2 separate regions of the Rattus norvegicus genome follow, and region 2 is linked to region 1. The links are chromatin contacts, called in public Hi-C maps. All regions are on one chromosome and are shown on one strand. The core of a region is the stretch at or near the end of the contact, and the rest is flanking DNA. Distances in the headings are between cores, read along the strand shown.

Evidence for each region. Hi-C and Micro-C count contacts between places; a contact is called where the count stands out from the background.
Region 2: a contact with region 1 is called in a Hi-C map of the A7r5 cell line, with 6 times the contacts expected there. The contact joins two enhancer-like sites. A contact is called at or near these places in 9 of 12 Hi-C or Micro-C datasets (the A7r5 cell line, the Rat2 cell line, Schwann cells and 5 more) and 1 of 1 datasets of contacts at active chromatin or transcription factors (oligodendrocytes).

The regions. Positions count from the first base shown.
Region 1 is chr14:100,823,974-100,826,673 of GRCr8, reverse strand. No RefSeq gene overlaps it. Among named protein-coding and RNA genes, the nearest start is that of Rpl28l3, 60 kb to the right of the region's middle. Within about 2 kb of position 1,368, at least 81 of the 93 cell types and tissues checked have an H3K27ac peak or open chromatin away from gene starts, as enhancers often do. A contact at or near this core is called in the A7r5 cell line, Schwann cells and liver, where this site is marked.
Region 2 is chr14:101,155,639-101,158,338 of GRCr8, reverse strand. The region is part of intron 1 of Commd1 (copper metabolism domain containing 1); the gene reads left to right. Among named protein-coding and RNA genes, the nearest start is that of Commd1, 29 kb to the left of the region's middle. Within about 2 kb of position 1,273, at least 67 of the 93 cell types and tissues checked have an H3K27ac peak or open chromatin away from gene starts, as enhancers often do. A contact at or near this core is called in the A7r5 cell line, Schwann cells and liver, where this site is marked.

The DNA.
Region 1 (2,700 bases), core at 119-2,618:
TAAAATAGAATATCTTTGTTCCTGATAGGATGGTTACCATTTAGACGAAATAAACCGTAATGGGGGTGATAACATGTATAACGTTAGGAAATAAGGCAGGGGCCAAAGCCTTTCAGACAGGGTAATGGATCAAACACAGGTTTTCCTGAGATCGTGGCATTTGTGCAGAGGCCCGAGAAAACCGAGAGAACACGCCAAGGGGACATGTGAGTGAGGGCAGCCCAGCTCTGGGCAGTAACTCCAGGGTGAGTTAGCAGCCAACCAGGTGGGCTGGGGGCTAGGCTGATGATCTTTCTCTCACTAGCGCCTAAAGCTTCCCCCAGCCCCCAAAATTCCCTAGCAGAGCTTGCAGGAAGTCATTCTGGATTCTCAGGACCTACGGCCTGAGATGCTGACTTTGGACACCGGAAACCCCAATGCACGTTGGCCTTCCTTCTGTGTCCTGTGCTTATTCTACAAGCCTGCCTTTGCTTACACTGAAGGCCCCGGATCCTCATCTGAATGTCTCACTGCGCCAGCCAAGTTAAAAAAAAAATTCCTGAAGCAATTCTTTCAAAATATAATCCCACGTAGAAATCTAGCTAACGGCCAGTTCCTGGCAGCCCATTCAGCGCCTCTCAAGCTCGTTGCTGTCAACAGACATTTTCCAGGCTTGCTTCCCAGGCATCACCCGGAGCACCGCGCGGGGGCGGGCTGCAGGCAGACCGGTGCCATTTTCCCCAGGGCTCGGCTTCTGCAGTCAGGAAGTGCGTGGCTTACGGCTGGAATTGTTCCGAGCCAGATCGCTATCTCCGCTGTTTGGCACACGAATCCTGGAGTGTGAGCTAAGCACTTCCTGAGCGGCCTGTGGGTAGATGAGGGGACTGGTCTCAGCAGGTTAAAAACCTGCAACAAAAAAAATCTGAGAGCTGCGGCTACATCCACCACGCCCATTTTAGCCCCGAGCCGCAGAGCCTGGGCAGTTTTTTCCAGACAGCATTTGGAAAGCCAAGCTCAAATGACCTCTGCTGAACTAATAATAACAATAATGATAGTGGGGGGTGGAGAGAAAGAAATAAATTAGGCAAATCCAGAAAATTCCATGTGGGCGTTGTTAGGTCACGGCTTCTCTGTGGATCTAAGGCTCTTCTGACTGCAGCGGCTACCTTTTTTGGGCTTGTTCCTGACAGGAAAAGCTGGGATGTTCCATCCAAGAGGAAGTCATCTAAAGAGAAGGACAACTTGTTCCTTGTAACCTTCAGTGTTGGACAACTTCAGCTGAAGGCAGCCGTGTGCCCCTGCTCTTCTCGGCTCTTGCAGAGCTGTCTCTTGTCTAGAGGGACTTGTTCTGACTGATGCTGTCACGTGACTTGTGTCACTGCCTGAGCCCGGGGAGAGGCAATGCGGAGCCGCCTTCTAGCCAGGCCTGTGCCTCGACCTGCGTGTGAGCAAAGACGGCTGGCTGGACATCCGCTGCTTTGATGCGACTCCAGCCGGATGTAGCTGGATCAGCAGCCATTTCCCCACAGTAAAATCATTGGCAGCCAAGGAATGGAATTATTGATGTGCCTTTTCCTTGCTGCCAACCCCCAGCAAGGGTTCCATGGCCTCTGCCTCTGTCGATTTTCACTTTCTGGAAGGTGAATCCGGGGAGAATAGCCTGGCATAGGACCAGCTGTGTTGGATTAGTGAAGGATTCTTGGGTGCAGCTGTGGCGCTGTAAACAGCCTAGGCATTTCAGAGATCCCGGTGTGCCGTGTGCAACCCACCCAGGCATGGCTGCTGACCACTGAGGCTGCGGACTACCTCTTTTCCTTCCTAAAAGCCCTGCTAAGGGGTATAAGAATAGGGTCACCAAGCCTCTGTAGACTTTTAAGGAACACACATGTACACACACACACACACACACACACACACACACACACACACAGAGGAATTAAAAAAAAGAAAAACACATGCATGCGTGTGTGCATGTGTGTGTATATGTGTGTATGTGTGTGTGTGTGTACTCCTACTGAGGTTCAGAGGACAATTATTTTTTTATAAATTTATTTTTTAAGATTTTATTTTATTGTATGAGTACACTGTAGCTGTCTTCAGACACACCAGAAGAGGGCATCAGATCTCATTACAGATGGTTGTGAGCCACCATGTGGTTGCTGGGATTTGAACTCAGGACCTCAGGAAGAACAGTCGGTGCTCTTAACCACTGAGCCATCTCTCCAGCCCCCCAGAGGACAATTTTTAAGCGATGCTTTTCTTTTTATCATACGCATCTGCAGGAATCAAACTCAAGTTGTCACAATTGGTAGCAAGGGCCTATGCCCCTGAGCCATCTCAATGTCCCAAGAATCTGCATTTTAGAAGCTCTGGCCGTCCCCACCCACAATTCTGAGGCAGATCTTGCTTGGTCATTCTTGATGGAAATCGGGATGCTGTTCTGCCATCACTCTCCAGGCACTTGTCTTGGTTGACACTATGTGAAGCCTGTCCCTTTGCTCTCAACACTGTACCACTTCATTATGGCTGAGGTGGTGACAAGCACTGGTCCACGGACAGAAGTTCAGGCAGCCCAGGCCTTGGGCTCTCCTAAACTTACAAGGTTGTAAGGGTGGGGTCAGTCACTTAGCAACTCTTACTCTGAGGACAAACGAGGGGCTCACAATCTTGCTTTACTGTTAAAGCTTTACCCAGATCCCACCATGACCTCTCTGGTGGCAG
Region 2 (2,700 bases), core at 24-2,523, 330 kb before region 1:
CAACGTCCCACTTACAACAGGGGATAAACAGCCTTGACTTTGCAGATCACCGTGTCAGAACGACGTGAGACTGGGAATGTGGACAGCTGATTTCCTCAATTTTTTTGGCATAAAGTTAAAAGGGGGGGTGGTGAAGGTAGATGGAAGGAAGAGAAGGAGAAGAACATGAGCGGGCAGACATGACAGGCGCTCTCGGGATTGACAGCTCTGCTTTGTAATAGTCCCCAGGGCCCTGGTTCCTGTAGGTCCTCTTATCTCAGCCACCTTCCAACTACATGCACCAAAAATTCCATTAATTTTCTGTTGCTTTGACAAAACACCATGACCAAAAGCCAGTTATAAAGGAAAAGTTTGTTCTGGCGTACAGCTTTATAGAACGGTCAGCTGTGGCCACGAGACACACCGGCAGGAGCAGCAGCATCTGTAAGCACAAGGCGGAGCGTGCGAGGCGGGAGTAAGGAGAAGCTGCACACCCTCACAGCCTGCCTTCAGCAACTGCTTCCTCCAGGAAAGCTGCGCCTTCCAGACCTCCCAGACCTCCCAGACAGTCGCACCAACTGGGGCTCACATTCCCGAGTCTGTAGGGGACATTTCTCATCCCTTAATTACTTTCCAAGGAATATGAACAAGCTTTGTAGCTAATCCTTAGGTGGCAGCATTTTTATATCACTGATGGTAGGAAGAATCAGTTTGACTTTTTAATCAGCAGCAGCGATGATGTCTGTATCCATATCTGCGTGCAGTCACTATGACAACCAACCAGAGAAGCATGAAACAGTTTAGGCTCCAGTTAGGTCGCTCTGGCCGCTGGGCTTTACGAAAGTCGGTGGCTTTCTGTGGTCAGTACTTCTTACTGCGTCTGACTACCTTGTCTGTGAAATGGGAAATAGAATATGAGTTTCAGGAGAAGTAAAAGATGTCCAGGCTGTGCGGCATGGCAGACAGCCACACCCCTCCAATCCTGGGCAGTGTGGGCCCAGTGGGCGCCATTGCAATGAGCAAGTATATATCATTGGAGAGATGGGAGCGACAGAGAAGGTAAGAAGTTAGTACACAATGAAGAGAGAACTGGAAACAGGCTGGTGGTGAGGAACAGCCTGATGTGAGAGAGGCCTGCACTGCCACCTGAGACCATGATGACCTCTGGGCCTGTGCTCCTCAGGGCCACATCTGCGTCTGGGTCCTGCCACAGCAGGGGCCTGTGCTACCATCAGAGGCCATGCTGATCTGCCACCACACAGTGGCGCCCTGCCCGCATGCACGGGAGAGCTGGCCCCACCAACCAGGGGAGAGCTGGCCCTGAGCCTTGTCTGGCCAGCAGGAGAGTCAGCTCTGCTGGTGTGGGTGTGGGAGAGCTGACAGGCTGATCAATTTAGCTACCACTTAGGCCCAGATCCAGGGCTTTGAGCTGGTCCACCCCAGCATCTACCCTATCTATGAGCTGCTGGAATGTGTGAAGGATCTGGTCCTGCAGAAACAAAGCTGCAGGACCTCCATGACTCAGGGCAAAAGTAGACTATCCCAGAGGAGTCTTGGTGACATTCTAGTATTTGTATAGCAGAAACCAGAGGCCTCAAACCAGGCCAAGGCCAATGACTCATTGTAAAGAGCGTTTGCAAGTAGAGCTGTTTGGATAAAAGAGTGTGTGACTGTGTGACACACCATGACAAACTGCAGCTTCCATGGCGAGGTGCTTTGTGGGGAAGGTTGCAAGGGTGGAGGGGTAGATACGGAAGGCTGGGAAATGAGTGCAGTTGGGGTGCGTGATGTGAAATCCACAAAGAATCAATAAAAGAATCAAATGATAGGGGGCTGGAGAGGTGGCTCAGCAGTTAAGAGCACTGACTGCTCTTCCAGAGGCCCTGAGTTCACTTCCCATCTGCAGTGGGATCCGATGGCCTCTTCTGGTGCATCTGAAGACAGCGACAGTGTGTCCACATACATGAAATAAATAAATCTTAAAAAAAAATCCTGATAGATGTGAAAATTCTTTGAACATGGAGTGTTGTGCAAACTTAAGATTCTTTATTTTATAATTAATATACTTAGCATCTTAGTTTGGCTTCTGTTGCTATGGCAAAACACCATGGCTGTAAGAAACCTGGGGAGGAAAGGGTTAACTTGGCTCATAGGTTCCAGCCCATCGTCAGTGGACTGAGGAAAGCCCACCACGAACCTGGACACAGACCCTGGAGGAAGCTGCTTACTGGCTCCTCCTCAGCGAACCCAGCTGCTTTCTTAGACAACCCAGCCACCCGCCCAGGGGTTGAACCCCACAAGTGGGCGGCGCCCACCCCGCCCACATCTATCATCAGTCTAGAAACTGTCCCACAGGCTGCACACTAGCCAGCCTGATGGAGACACTTTCTCCACTCAGTTGTGGTCCCTCTCAGATGACTGGAGATTGTGTCAATGTTGAGAAAATATCAAACTGATACATTTAGTTACTGTGTTAGCTTGAATGCTAGCCTGGAGAGCCTACCTTAAATGGCAGTTAGGTAAAGTGTAAGTTAGCACACAGTGTCAGAGTAGTAGTGGTTCCCTGCATGACTGAAACAGGCTGCGGAGTTCAAGTGCCATACCCGTTTAACAACATTTACGCTCCAATGGATCACTCATGGTACCCCAGTAGCATGTCAGACCAGGCCTATTGACGAGGAGTGGTGTAAGGTTTTATCAGAGAACTGTTTGGTTTTTTTT